Regions from separate parts of the Bos taurus genome. Here region 1 is linked to region 2. The links are chromatin contacts, called in public Hi-C maps. All regions are on one chromosome and are shown on one strand. The core of a region is the stretch at or near the end of the contact, and the rest is flanking DNA. Distances in the headings are between cores, read along the strand shown. Region 1 has its middle 14 kb from the start of DNAH6. Region 2 has its middle 17 kb from the start of TRNAG-CCC.

The links. A called contact is a pair of places that touch in the nucleus more often than the background predicts.
Region 1: a Hi-C map of liver shows a contact between it and region 2, with 6 times the contacts expected there. The contact joins two enhancer-like sites. A contact is called at or near these places in 2 of 11 Hi-C or Micro-C datasets (liver and skeletal muscle).

The regions. Positions count from the first base shown.
Region 1 is chr11:50,496,792-50,503,090 of ARS-UCD2.0, reverse strand. No RefSeq gene overlaps it. Among named protein-coding and RNA genes, the nearest start is that of DNAH6, 14 kb to the right of the region's middle. Within about 2 kb of position 4,965, at least 10 of the 102 cell types and tissues checked have an H3K27ac peak or open chromatin away from gene starts, as enhancers often do. A contact at or near this core is called in liver, where this site is marked.
Region 2 is chr11:50,069,357-50,076,457 of ARS-UCD2.0, reverse strand. No RefSeq gene overlaps it. Among named protein-coding and RNA genes, the nearest start is that of TRNAG-CCC, 17 kb to the left of the region's middle. Within about 2 kb of position 3,972, at least 63 of the 102 cell types and tissues checked have an H3K27ac peak or open chromatin away from gene starts, as enhancers often do. A contact at or near this core is called in liver, where this site is marked.

The sequences.
Region 1 (6,299 bases), core at 3,716-6,215, 430 kb before region 2:
CATCCAACCATCTCATCCTCTGTCATCCCCTTCTCCTCCTGCCCTCAATCTTTCCCAGCATCAGGGTCTTTTCAAATGAGTCAGCTCTTCGCATCAGGTGGCCAAAGTATTGGAGTTTCAGCTTCAGCATCAGTCCTTTCAATGAACACCCAGGGCTGATCTCCTTTAGGATAGACTGGTTGGATCTCCTTGCAGTCCAAGTGATTCTCAAGAGTCTTCTCCAACACCACAGTTCAAAAGCATCAATTCTTCAGCACTCAGCTTTCTTTATACAATTATCACATCCATACATGACCACAGGAAAAACCATAGCCTTGACTAGATGGACCTTTGTTGACAAAGTAATGTCTCTGATTTTTAATATGCTGTCTGCTGCTACTGCTAAGTCACTTCAGTCGTGTCCGACTCTGTGAGACCCCATAGATGGCAGCCCACCAGGCTCCCCAGTCCCTGGGATTCTCCAGGCAAGAACACTGGAGTGGGTTGCCATTTCCTTCTCCAATGCATGAAAGTGAAAAGTGAAAGTGAAGTCACTCAGTTGTGCCCGACCCTTAGCGACCCCATGGACTGCAGCCTTCCAGGCTCCTCCATCCATGGGATTTTCCAGGCAAGAGTACTGGAGTGGGGTGCCATTGCCTTCTCCAATATGCTGTCTAGTTGGTCTTAACTTTTCTTTCAAGGAGTAAGCATCTTTTAATTTCATGGCTGCAATCACCTCTGCAGTGATCTTGGAGCCCAGAAAAATAAAGTCAGCCACTGTTTCTACTGTTTCCCCATCTATTTCCCATGAAGTTATGGGACCAGATGCCATGATCTTAGTTTTCTGAATGTTGAGTTTTAAGCCAACTTTTTCACTCTCCTCTTCATTTTCTGCCATAAGGGTGGTGTCATCTGCATATCTGAGGTTATTGATATTTCTCCCGGTAATCTTGATTCCAGCTTGTGCTTCCTCCAGCCCAGCGTTTCTCATGATGTACTCTGCATAGAAGTTAAATAAGCAGGGTGACAATATACAGCCTTGATGTACTCCTTTTCCTATTTGGAACCAGTCTGTTGTTCCATGTCCAGTTCTAACTGTTGCTTCTTGACCTGCATACAGGTTTCTCAAGAGGCAGGTCAGGTGGTCTGGTATGTCCATCTCTTTCAGAATTTTCCACAGTTTATTGTGATCCACACAGTCAAAGGCTTTGGCATAGTCAATAAAGCAGAAATAGATGTTTTTCTGGAACTCTCTTGCTTTTTCCATGATCCAGCAGATGTTGGCAATTTGATCTCTGGTTCCTCTGCCTTTTCTAAAACCAGCTTGTACACCTGGAAGTTCATTTTATCTTAATGGCTACTAATGCTTAGGCCCCCCAGGTAGTGCTAGTGGTAAACAACCCACCTATCAATGCAAGAGACATAAGAGACGCTAATTTGATCCCTGGGTGGGGAAGATCCTCTGGCAGAGGACATGGCAACCCACTCCAGCTTTTTGCCTGGAGAATCCTGTGAACAGAGGAGCCTGGTAGGTTACAGTCCATAGGGTCGCAAAGAGTCGGACACAACTTAACATGCACTCATTAATACTTATCCCTGAAGTCTTCTGGGACTTATTCCCAAACTTCTTTTCTGCCTCATTTCCCATTAGAGATATTAGCTTTTTCTACATACATCCTTACACTACTCTTTCTCAAACATAGCTTAACATTTTCCACAATTCTGTATCTTTGCTTTAATTATAAAATATAAGGATTCAATGCCTTGTGGAGCCCCCAGTGGGGAATAAGACTTAATGGGTCCAAAACAAATTCAAAGTTCCGGGAAAGTATAAAAAGTTATTAAGCCACCCCCCAACCCCATCATCAGCTCCTGAGGCTGCTGCCCCTTTCCAGCTTCACTCACCCCTCAGCCTGCAGACTGCCTGCCAATTGGTGCCTTCCTCCACCTCAGCCTGTGTGTGCTTAGTTGCTCAGTCATGTCCGATTCTTTGTGACCCCGTGGACTGTAGCCCACCAGGCTCCTCTGTCCATGGGATTCTCCAGGCAAGAATACTGGAATGGGGTCTGTCCGAGCCACCAGGGAAGCCCTCGAGCTGCCAGCTATTGATTCTGACCTGTTACCACTCGAATACAACTTGGGGAGGAACTGACGGCAAATGCACGCTGTGATTGCCCAAGGCCTTAATCTGCTTTTCCACTTGGGGCTGGAAAAAGTTAGGAAAGGGAGGTGCCTGGAGTTTGATAAGGAGCTAAGTTATCTTGCCTGCTGGTTAATAGCTAACTGGTTAAGAGCTAACTTTATTGCCCAGGTTCGCATAGCTGTTGGCCTTTTCCATGGCAAAAAAAGAGGAGCTTTCTTTCACTGAGAAGGCAATAGAAGAACAAAATCTGGAACAAAGATGCCCAAGGAAACCTGATCTTTAGGGCTATCTGCAGTGTTCCCTGCACTCAGAGGTTAAGAAGCAATTTAATGATTAGAACCAATAGATCATGTGTTAACTCAACAAATGTTGATTCAGGATTGCTTGTGTGTCTGGACCAGCCCAAGGTGTTGAGCAAAGGGAACTTCCTGATACTGAGAGGCCTTCAACTGGGATGCCAGAGAACAGCTAGTCCCCAAGTCTGGCTTTTGGCATCACCCACTTATTTGTGTATGTATGTGTTCAATCTTGCCTGACTTTTTGCAAGTCCATGAACTGTTGCCCATCAGGCTTCTCTGTCCATGGAATTTTCCAGGCAAGAATATGGAGTCAGTTGCCATTTCCTTCTCCAAGAGGTCTTCCTGACCCAAGGATCGAACCCATGACTCTTGCATCTCCTGCATTGGCAGGAAGATTTTTTAGCACTAGCGCCACCTGGGAAGCCCCAACATAAGAAAGATTTATTGCTAAAGTCCAAGCACTTGCAGATTGTCAGCAATGGTAAAGAAGCTGACTATGAAGTAGGAGCCTTCAGGGCCTGCCCTTGGCAAATTCCTGCTGTGCTGAGTGTTAAGTCACTTCAGTCGTGTCTGTCTCTTTCTGATGGACAGAGAAGCCTGTCCATGGGATTCTCCAGGCAAGAATACTGGAGTGGGTTGCCATTTCCTTCTTCAGGGGATCTTCCTGACCCAGGGATTGAACCTGCATCTCTTATGTCTCCTGCATTGGCAGGCGGGTTCTTTACCACTAGCTAGACTTTGGCAAACATGATTTGGGCCCAGTGGAAGAAGCAGTCTGAGTGCAAGGACTGGTCCACTTTCCCAGATCACAGGAGAACTAAGTCAGTACTGCCAGCCTCTTGCTGAGTTGCTGACAATACTCTTTGGACCTGGTCTCAAGTCCCTGTCTATGAGGAAAGCTCCAAAGAAAGGAAAATATATCTCTGGGGACAAACACCCCATTCTAGGACATCATGACCCTGTGGGATTTTTGTATGGGTCGAAGCTGTCTTTTCAAAGGGTTCTGTCTCTTGTCTTCTAAATTAATTGACACACTGCTTTCAAACTGTGATGCTGGGGAAGACTCTTCAGAGTCTCTTGGACAGCAAGGAGATCCAACCAGTCAATCCTAAAGGAAATCAACCCTGAATATTCTTTGGAAGGACTGATGTTGAACCTGAAGTTCCAATACTTTGGCCACCTGATGCAAGAGCTGACTCACTGAAAAAGACCTTGATGCTGGGAAATATGGAGGGCAGGAGGAGAAGGGGATGACACAGGATGAGATGGTTGGGGGCATCATAGACTCAATGGACATGAGTTTGAACAAACTCTGGGAGACAGTGAAGGACAGGGAAGACTGGTGTGCTGTAGTCCATGGGGTCAAAAAGAGTCGGACTTGACTGAGTTACTGAACAACAGCAATAATTAAGACTACAGCCTACCTTTACACTCAGATTTGCAAGTATAAATTGGGTACTCTATTCTTAGATATGAAAGGAGAAGTATCCTAAGAAAATAATTCAGGTGACTATGACTAGTTATTTAAACAGTTCTTTAAAAGCTTAGTCTGCCTTGCCAATTAATTATAGGACAGAAGCTATGTTTTACATTTACAGCTTGACTCTTTGTAAAAATAATTTTTATATTGAAGTATAGTTGGTTAACAATGCTGTGTTAGTTTCAGGTATATAGCAAAGTGATTCAGTTATATATATATATATATATATATATATATATCTCCATTCTTTTTCAGATTCTTTTCCCGTATAGGTTATTATAGAATATCGAGTAGAGTTCTCTATGCTATACAGTAAGTCCTTGTTGATTATCTATTTTATGTATAGGTATATAGATATAGTGTAGATAGATATAGTATTAGTTGCTCAGTTATATCTGACATTGCAGCACCATGGACTGCAGCCCACCAGACTCCTCTGTCCATGGAATTCTCCAGGAAAGAATACTGGAGTGGGTAGCCATTCCCTTCTCCAGGGGAATCTTCCCCACTCAGGGTGGAGCCTGGGTCTCCTGCATTGCAGGCAGATTCTTTGCTGTGTGAGCTGCCAGGGAAGCCCATATTTTGTATATGGTAGTGTGTATATTATACAGTTGACTCTTTAAGTGATCAGAAATCTAAAACCAAGGCGTTGGCACAGCTGCATCACTCCTGGAGGCTCTAGAAGAGAATCCTTTTCCTTTCCAATTTCTAGAGGTCATCCCCATTCCTTGAAATAAGGTCCCTTCCCTCATCTTCAAAGTGCATCTCTCCAACCTCTGCTTCCTTCCTCTCACTTCTTTTTTCCTTTGATCCTGTTGCCTCCCTCCTGTAAAGATTTAAGTTTACATTGGGCCCATCTGGATAATCCAGGACAATTTCTCCCATCTCAAGATCTTTAATCACATTTGTGAAATTCATCTAGGCAGGTAAAAAACTGCCAAATTGCTTTTCAAAGTGATTGTACCCTTCTAAAGTCCCACCCACCATATGTGAGAGTTTCAGTTTCAGCAGTATTTTTAACACTGTAACCTACTTACTTTGGTTCCTGTGGTAGGCATGCCTCCCCACACAGCATCACTTTGCCTGTCCTTCTGTGTCAATACCACCTCATGGAGGAGGGCACATATGTCTAGCCCTAGGTAACGAATCATGACGGTACTGAGTCATTTGCAACAATCTTGTTTCCTACCTTCTCAGTCTCGTTTTCAGCTAGATGTAAACTTCGGACCCTGTTCCAGCCAAAGACACATAGACAGCAAAATTGTTAGTCACTTAGTCACATCCAACTCTTTTGTGACCCCATGGACTGTAGCTGGCCAGGCTCCTCTGTCCGTGGAAATCTCCAGGAAAGAATACTAGAGTGGATTGCCTTTCTCTTCTCCAGGGGATCTTCCCAACCCAGGGGCTGAACTCAGGTCTCCTGTATTGCAGGCAGATTCTTTACCATCTGAGCCACTAGGGAATCCCCAAGGGGAAATCTAATCTGATGTAGAGGCTTCTGGAAGAGCTTTTGCTCTTCCTCTGTAGAGATAAATACATCCTTTGACTTTATCCCCTTATTTCTCTCTTGTATGTGCACATGATGGCTGGGACTGCAATAACCCTATTGCTATCATAATGAAAAGGCTGAGAATCATAGGAACATGTGGCATTAATAACTCCCAACAAGTCTGTTCAATTAAGTCACTGTTAATTGGGTGTTCTGCTACTTGCTATTGAACACAATTCTTATGGATACCACATTTTCCCTTCACTACTATGAGGAAGACTAGCAGAGTTAATGCACAGTTTTCTTTCTTCTCTTCATTTCTGCTTTATGGTCCAGATTTCTATATTTCGGTCATTTATCTAGATTTTATTTTGGGGAGGACATCATCGTGAGAGATAATGAAAAGTTAGTGCGTGTTGGGTTTGCTAAAAGCATCCATTGTTCACTGAAATCTCATGTATTTTTACCTTCATGAGTTGGGCAATCTTTATTTTAAACAGGGGCAAAAGCTGATTTGGAAACTTTGTGGATATAGAGTATGGATTAAAAAGGCAGATGTGTAGAATGGGCAATGCCATTCATGAGGCATCCAGGACCAGTTGGTTTCAAATGACAAAAAAATCTGTTCAAACGTAAGCCTTTTTGGAAAAGTCTTGGAATTTATTGAGTCATACAACCAAACTTTGGAAAAAGAAAGACAGCTTTAGAGATAATGATCTTGGTATGAAGAGCCATGGGGACGCTAGGCTGAGTTCATTTCCCATTAGTGCATCTCTGTGTGGCCAACTGTGGGCTTCCCTTTATAGAGGAGAATAGGGCCTCCAGGAGCTCCAGACACATCCTAACAGCATATGGCTAGAGAGGAAGAGAAGATTCTCCCTCCAGGTGCATCTTTTGAGATCCAAGAGA
Region 2 (7,101 bases), core at 2,723-5,222:
GTGTGATGATACCACCTTGGAGCTTCTAGACCACCCCGTTTGCTACCTGAGTACCAAGAAGTGACCTCAACTGACGTGACAAAGAGCAGCATTGCCCAGTTGAAGTGGCTCAAACTCTTGGCCCTCAGAATGCAAAATGGTGCAGCCACCAAGGAAAACAGCTTGGTGATTTCTCCAAGTTAAACATAGAACAGTCATAAGACCCAGCAACTCCACTCTTCTCCTGGAGAAGGAATGGCAACCCACTCCAGGAGGTGGAAATGGCAACCCACTCCAGTATTTTTACTGGAGAATTCCATGGACAGAGGAGCCTGGTAGGCTACAGTCCATGGGGTCACAAAAGAGTCAGACACAACTGAGTGAATAAACAGCAACAATTCCACTCTTACATACATATCCCAAAGAACTGAAGGCAGAACTTGATGTTTGCACACTCGTGATCATGGGAGCATTGATCACAGTGACCAAAAGGGAGAAACAACCCTAAACTCCAACAACAGATGAATGGATAAATAAAATATGATATATACAAATATTAGAATATTTATTCAGCCATGAAAGGGAATGAAATTTTGATACCTACCTCAACATGGATGAATCTTGAAACCATTATGCTTAGTGAAATAAGCCAGACACAGAAGGACAAATATTGTATGGTTCCACTTGTATGAGGGACCTAGAATAGGCAAATTCATAGAGAAAACAGGAAACAGAACAGCGGTTACCAGGGGCTGGGGGAAGTGAGGTAACTAATAGTGTGTGCTTAGTCACTCGGATGTGTCTGACTCTTTTGCAACCCCGTGGACTATAGCCCTTCAGGCTCCTCTGTCCATGGGATTTTTCAGACAAGAATACTGGAGTGGGTCACCATTTCCTACTCCAGGGGATCTTCCGGACCCAAGGATCGAAACTACGTCTCCTGTGTCTCCTGCATGGCAGGTGGATTCTTTACCTGCTGAACCATCAAGGGACGGGAGGAGTGTGGAGTTATTGTTGATGGGTACAGAGTTTTTGTTGGGGATGATGAAAAAGTTTTGGGTATAGATAGTGGTGATTTTTACAAAATACTTTGAACGCAGTTAATACCACTCAATTTTATACTTGAAAAGGGTTAAAATGGGAAATTTTACATCATATACACTTTACCACAATAAAAAAATTTTCCTGATCCACAGAATACATCAGATAGCAAAATAGGCAGAGCCACTAATATGAGGTTTTTGTTCAGCAGCAAAGCAGAACAAAACGCGCTTAGGAAAAAAGTCAAGCAAGAAATGTACAGAACACGCCAAAACTCTACTGGTGGAAACTGAGTAAGATTTGAATACGATGGGAGAGAAATTAGTCAGAGTTCTCTAGTCAGGGTTTTTAGAGAAACGGAAGGTCCTGCCACTTCCTCCCTGTGTGTGCATGCATGCTCAGTCGTGTCTGACTCTCTGCAACTCCATGGACTGTAGCTCACCAAACTCCTCTGTCCATGGGATTTCCCAGGCAAGAACACTGGAGTGCGTTGCCATTTCCTTCTCCAATGCATGCAAGTGAAAAAGTGAAAGTGAAGTCACTCAGTCGTGTCCGACTCTTAGCGACCCCATGGACTGCAGCCTACCAGGCTTCTCCATCCATGGGGTTTTCCAGGCAAGAGTATTGGAGTGGGGTGCCATTGATGTATGCTAAATCCATCACAGTTTGCTTCTCATCAGTGTTGCTTACCAATACATCTGTCACCCAGAACATGATTGGTACCAAGGGATGTTTGTCCCACTATAATCTTTATGTGTGTGTGTGTTAGTCGCTGGCTGCACTGGGTCTCTTTGTTGCAGCACATGGGATCTTCAGTTGTGGCGTGTGGGATCTAGTCCCCTGATCAGGGATCCATCCCTGGCCCTCTGCCTTGGGAGCACAGAGTCTTAGCCACTAGACCACTAGGGAAGTCCCAACCCCACTATAATCTTGATCAAAGAAAGAAGTGAAAGAAAGTGAAGTTGCTCGGTCGTATCCGACTCTGCGACCCCATGGACTGTAGCCCACCAGGCTCCTCCATCCATGGAATTTTCCAGGCAAGAGTACTGGAATGGGTTGCCATTTCCTTTTCCAAGGAATCTTCCCAACCCAGGGATTGAACCCAGGTCTCCTGCATTGCAGGCAGACACTTTACCACTTGAGTCACCAGGGAAGACCAATCTTTATCAAACTAGTATACAAACACATGTAAGAATATCCTTGGGGCTTCCCAGGTGGCATTAGTGGTAAGGAATCTGTCTGCCAGTGCAGGAGACATGAGTTCCATCCCTGGATCAGGAAGATCCCCTGGAGAAGGAAGTGGCAACCCACTCCACTATTCTTGCCTGGTGAATCCTATGGACAGAGGAGCTTGGTAGGCCATAGTCCATGAGGTCGCAAAGAGTTGGACACGACTGAGCATCTGAACAAGAATACCCTTATGTACATGTAATAAAAACAATGCTAGAAAATCATATTCTTTTTATTAAGCTGCAAAAGGGGATCCTTACAAAGCAAGTCTGTAGGCGCCTCCCTTATTCCCATGCCATAGGCCACCCTCTTCCAAACAGATTGCTGCCTAGCCCCTTCTTTTAGAAATTCTAGAGGTCTTAAAGGCCATAGAAAGGCTTCCCTGGTGACTCAGATGTAAAGAATCCTCCTGCAGGATGAGGAGGGTTTGATCCGTGGGTGGAGAAGATCCCCTGGAGAAGGTAATGGCTACCCACTCCAGTTTTCTCACCTGGAGAATTCCGTGGACAGAGACGCCTGGCAGGCTACAGTCCATGGGGCCCCAAAGAGTCAGAGAGGACTGAGCAACTAACACTTTCACTTCACAGAACATAGACACAAGGCAGATGAGTGGCCCTTTAGACAAGGCTGTCCCATTGCTTATGCTCAGCTCGCCTGGAGGTTCCTGGCTGTTGGAAGCCCTCCCATGACCGTGTCTCCCCCTCTGCCAGCAGGCTCAGAGTGCTAAGAGGGTCTTTCCAGAACCCCTGGGTCACATTCTGGGGGTGGAGGGTTGGGGTGTCTGCCTGGCCTATCTAGATGCCAGTCCACTTAGTCCTCAAGCCTGGCCACCCCCAGGGGGATACAGGGCTGGACTAGGCAAGTGGAACGTGCACGGCTGGTACTGCCAATTCGAGCATCATGAGAGGGTCTGATGACTCCAATAACAAGTTCTTGAGTCAGCACCACCGTCCACGTGGAAACGAATTGAGCCTGGGGGTGTTTAGAACCAACCACGGGGCAGAAGGGAGGGGAATGTACCCTAAATCCGGTCTCTAGTGGGCTCAGGGCTCCAGGGCCATGAGGGGCAAAGGGCGGCTTGAGATTCAAAAGCGCCACAGACCTGCCTCCCTGGTCTTCGGCCGCCGCAGAGCCCCCGAGGGAAGGATGAGCGCCGACTGGCGGCCGGCCGTGGAGGCGGCCACAGACTGAGTGAGCCCGGTAATTTGTCACACCGAGAGCCTGCTCCGTGCCCAGCGGCGACGTTGCACAACTTGCCCCGGGGGACACTGTTCTGACAAAGTCCAGTGGAAAGTTGCCCCTTGGAGTGAAGCTATGCAGCGGTCCTGTCTCAGCCTGTGAGGACCCCACAAGCCTGCGGGGGAGCGGGAACGCTCGAGCAGGGGCTTTCTGGACAACGGATTTGCGCCCAGGGCGAAGGCTGTGGAGGGCATGTTGGGTCTGCCTAGAGCCTAAGTGCTTGAGATGGGGATGGAAAAGGAGGGCGGGGATAACTGTGAAGGGTCCCCAGGGTCATACTGGGGAGTTCAGGTTTTATTCTGGGCCAGACATTTTAAATATAGGTGGCTTGGAGATATGCAGCGTTAGGCCACCACAGTGTTTAAAAAACTTCTGAAGGACTTCCCTAGCGGTCCAGTGGTTAGGACTCCGGGCTCCCAGTGCAGGAGAGCAGACTTCTTTCATGCAAGATTGGAAGGACACGAAAGAACTCAAACCACCAGCCTGCAGGCAGCCACAAGCAGGTTCCGGGTACAACAGGGCGCTGGGCGGAAGGAACACTGAAGACTCTAAAGAGGGAACAAGCGCCATCTTGTGGCCACTTCTGGAGTAGCAATAGAGAACTGGGACAAGTTTCTGTATTTTGCTCCAATTCTGTTTCAGGTCTTCAGCAAAGCAGAAAAAAAAAAAAAAAAATCCAGAGAGTAGTGTAGTATCTGGGGGCTTCCCCAGGTGGCTCAGTGGTAAAGAATCAGCCTATAATACAGGAGATGTGGATTCGATCCCTGGGTCAGGAACCCTGGAGAAGGAAATGGCAACCTGCTCCAGTATCCTTGCCTGGGAAATCCTTATGGACAGAGGAGCCTGGCAGGCTACAGTCCCCAGTCACAAAGAGTCGGACACAACTAAGCAACTAAACAGCCTAAAGACCAGAAACAACTAATTTAACACATTCCCTCTTCTATGATCACAACTGACCTCCTCCATATTCCCCAAACAGTTCACAATGGTGGGAGGGTTGGGGGTGGAGGATCCTTTATGAGCGCTTTGACTCAACTTTGGAGTTAAGTTTGGGTTCTCAGGAGGTCTCCTATTTTCCAGGGAGCTTCCCTATCAGATCCCTGCTCGCAACGCATTTTTATTCAACACTGCATAGCTTGTTTACCTTTAAGCTTGAGAGGCACTTAGAAGTAAATGGAGATGCAACTTCCCTAGAGGTGGTTTTCAAAGAACCCTGACAAGAGAGTGTTAGTGCAGTCACGGAGGGGGGGGGGGGCGCCTCGGCAGGGTCTACTGTGGGGCGTCTCCTCCTTTCCAAAGCTGCTTTTCCACCCACACTCACACACGTGAATTGGCATCTCTCAACACAAGCCTGATCTAAGTGGGTAGAGTCCCAAACCCAGACACATGGGTCCTTTTTATCACCCTTACTGCTGACTGCCTCTAGGAGACAGATGGGAAGGCAGGTCTGAAGGCGTTTTAAGAAAAACAGATCTAGAGTCAATGACCACTCCCCAAGCTCTTTGTAAGAGGTGAAGATGCCACAGAGTTTCAATATTTTTTTTAAATTAAGGATTATAAGTTTGCATGGAATATTTGTGTTTATGATCCTTGCAATTGTCTCCTTGGCTGATGTTTTGCCTTCTTCTTTTTTGTTTCATTGTAAATATCTTTTTTAATTACCTTAAATCTATGGTGGCTTAAGTTGTGGTGTACATGTTTATGAATTTGTCCTAAGTCACTCAGTCATGTCCTATTCTGTGTGACTCTATGGACTGTAGCCTGCCAGGCTCCTCTGTCCGTGGGAATCTCCAGGCAAAATACTGGAGTGGCTTGCCATTCCCTCCTCCAGGGGATTTTCTCCACGCAGGGATCAAACCTGTGTCTCATGTCTACCTGCATTGGCGGGAGGGTTCTTTATCACTAGCGCCACCTGGGAAGTCCATAGATATGTATGCTGGCAAATAAGTCTTGAATCCATGAATGAGTGATTAGTGAGGGAAGGAAATACCCAGGTTGGAACAGGAGGGGGTGGAAGTGAGTAACAGAGTTGTGTTCAGGTCATGTGTGTGTGTGCTAAGTCGCTTCAGTCATGTCTGATTCTGTGTAACCCTATGGACTGTAGTCTGACAAGCTCCTCTGTCCATGGGATTCTCCAGACAAGAATGCTGGGTGGCTATGCCCTCCTCCAGGGGATCTTCCCAACCCAGGGATCAAACCGGCATCTCTTATGTCTCCTGCATTGGCAGGTGGGTTCTTTACTACTAGCTCCACCTGGGAAGTCCCTCAGGTCATAGAAGGAGATAAGCAGAAGCAGCAGACAGAAAACAAGGCAGGTGTTGGTATCCAAAGGTTGCTTCAGCCAGGAGCTAGGGGCAACGTGGACCTAAACTCACAAGCAGTTGCCAGGTACAGGAAGAGTGTTTTCTGAGTAAACATTTTCAGAAATATTGTTTTGTGTAGAAAACTTGGTTTAGGACTATTTCAATATTTAATATTAAAAATCACATCTTAATTTTTGAAAGAAAATGCTTCAGCCATCAAATTTGTCAGCAAAATGAAACAAGAAAACTACGTGCTAAAATACCAAAGTTAAAAAAAAAATTAAAAAAAAATAAATAAAATACCAAAGTTACGTGAGCAAAATCACCAACAACCCGAAAAACCTGTTTGTTTTGTTTTTCAGAGCTTCAAACTGATTGCATACTGATTGATGTCTGGGATTTGCTGTAAACTATTTCCATAGAGACTAAAAGAAGCAAAATGCAAAGGAATAGATGGAGAGACAAAATAAATGTGACGAAATGTTCGTATGTTTTGAATCTGAGCAATGGGTTTATGGGGATTCCTTTTCTATTCTCTATACTTTTGAATATGTTTGTTTTCATTTAAAAAAATGTGAAGACTTTTGGTTTCAGCTAGAACACAAACATCTGGAAAATTGTCACCCTATCCTCAAAACCAGAAAAAAATAAACTGAAAATTAGCAACTTTTCTTAGATACATCCAAATACTGAGGTGGTAGGGCAAATCTGCGTGGTGAAAAATGAAGAGAGGGACTTCCCTAGTGGCCCAGAGGTTAAGAACTCACCTTGCAATGCAGGGGACATGGATTCAATCTCTGGTCCATCAGCAGATGAATGGATAAAGAAAATGTGGTATGTACATACAGTGGAACATAACTATTCATTCCTTAAAAAGAAGGAATTCCTGTCCTATGCTATTAATACAATAGGGATAGACCTCGATGGCACTATGCTAAGTGAAATAAGCTCATCTCAGAAAGACAAGTACTGTGTGATTGAACTTATATGAGGTCTCTAAAATAGACTTCAGAAATAGAAAGAAAATGGTGGTTGCCAGTGGCTGAAGGGAATAGGAGGTAGGGAGTTGGTGTTCATTGACGCAGAGTTTTTTTTAGAATAGGAAAGTTCTAGGAATCAGTTGCATGGCAATCTGCATGGGGTTGACAGTATTGTAGTACAGTCTTGAAAATTGTTGAAGGGGTGAATTTTACATTTTGCCAGGGTGGGGGTGGGGGTTGCCACAGTTTTTTACATGGAATTTTCAGATGGGACTTTCTTGATGGTCCAGCGGTTGAGACCCCACCCTTCCAATGCAGGGGGCACAGGT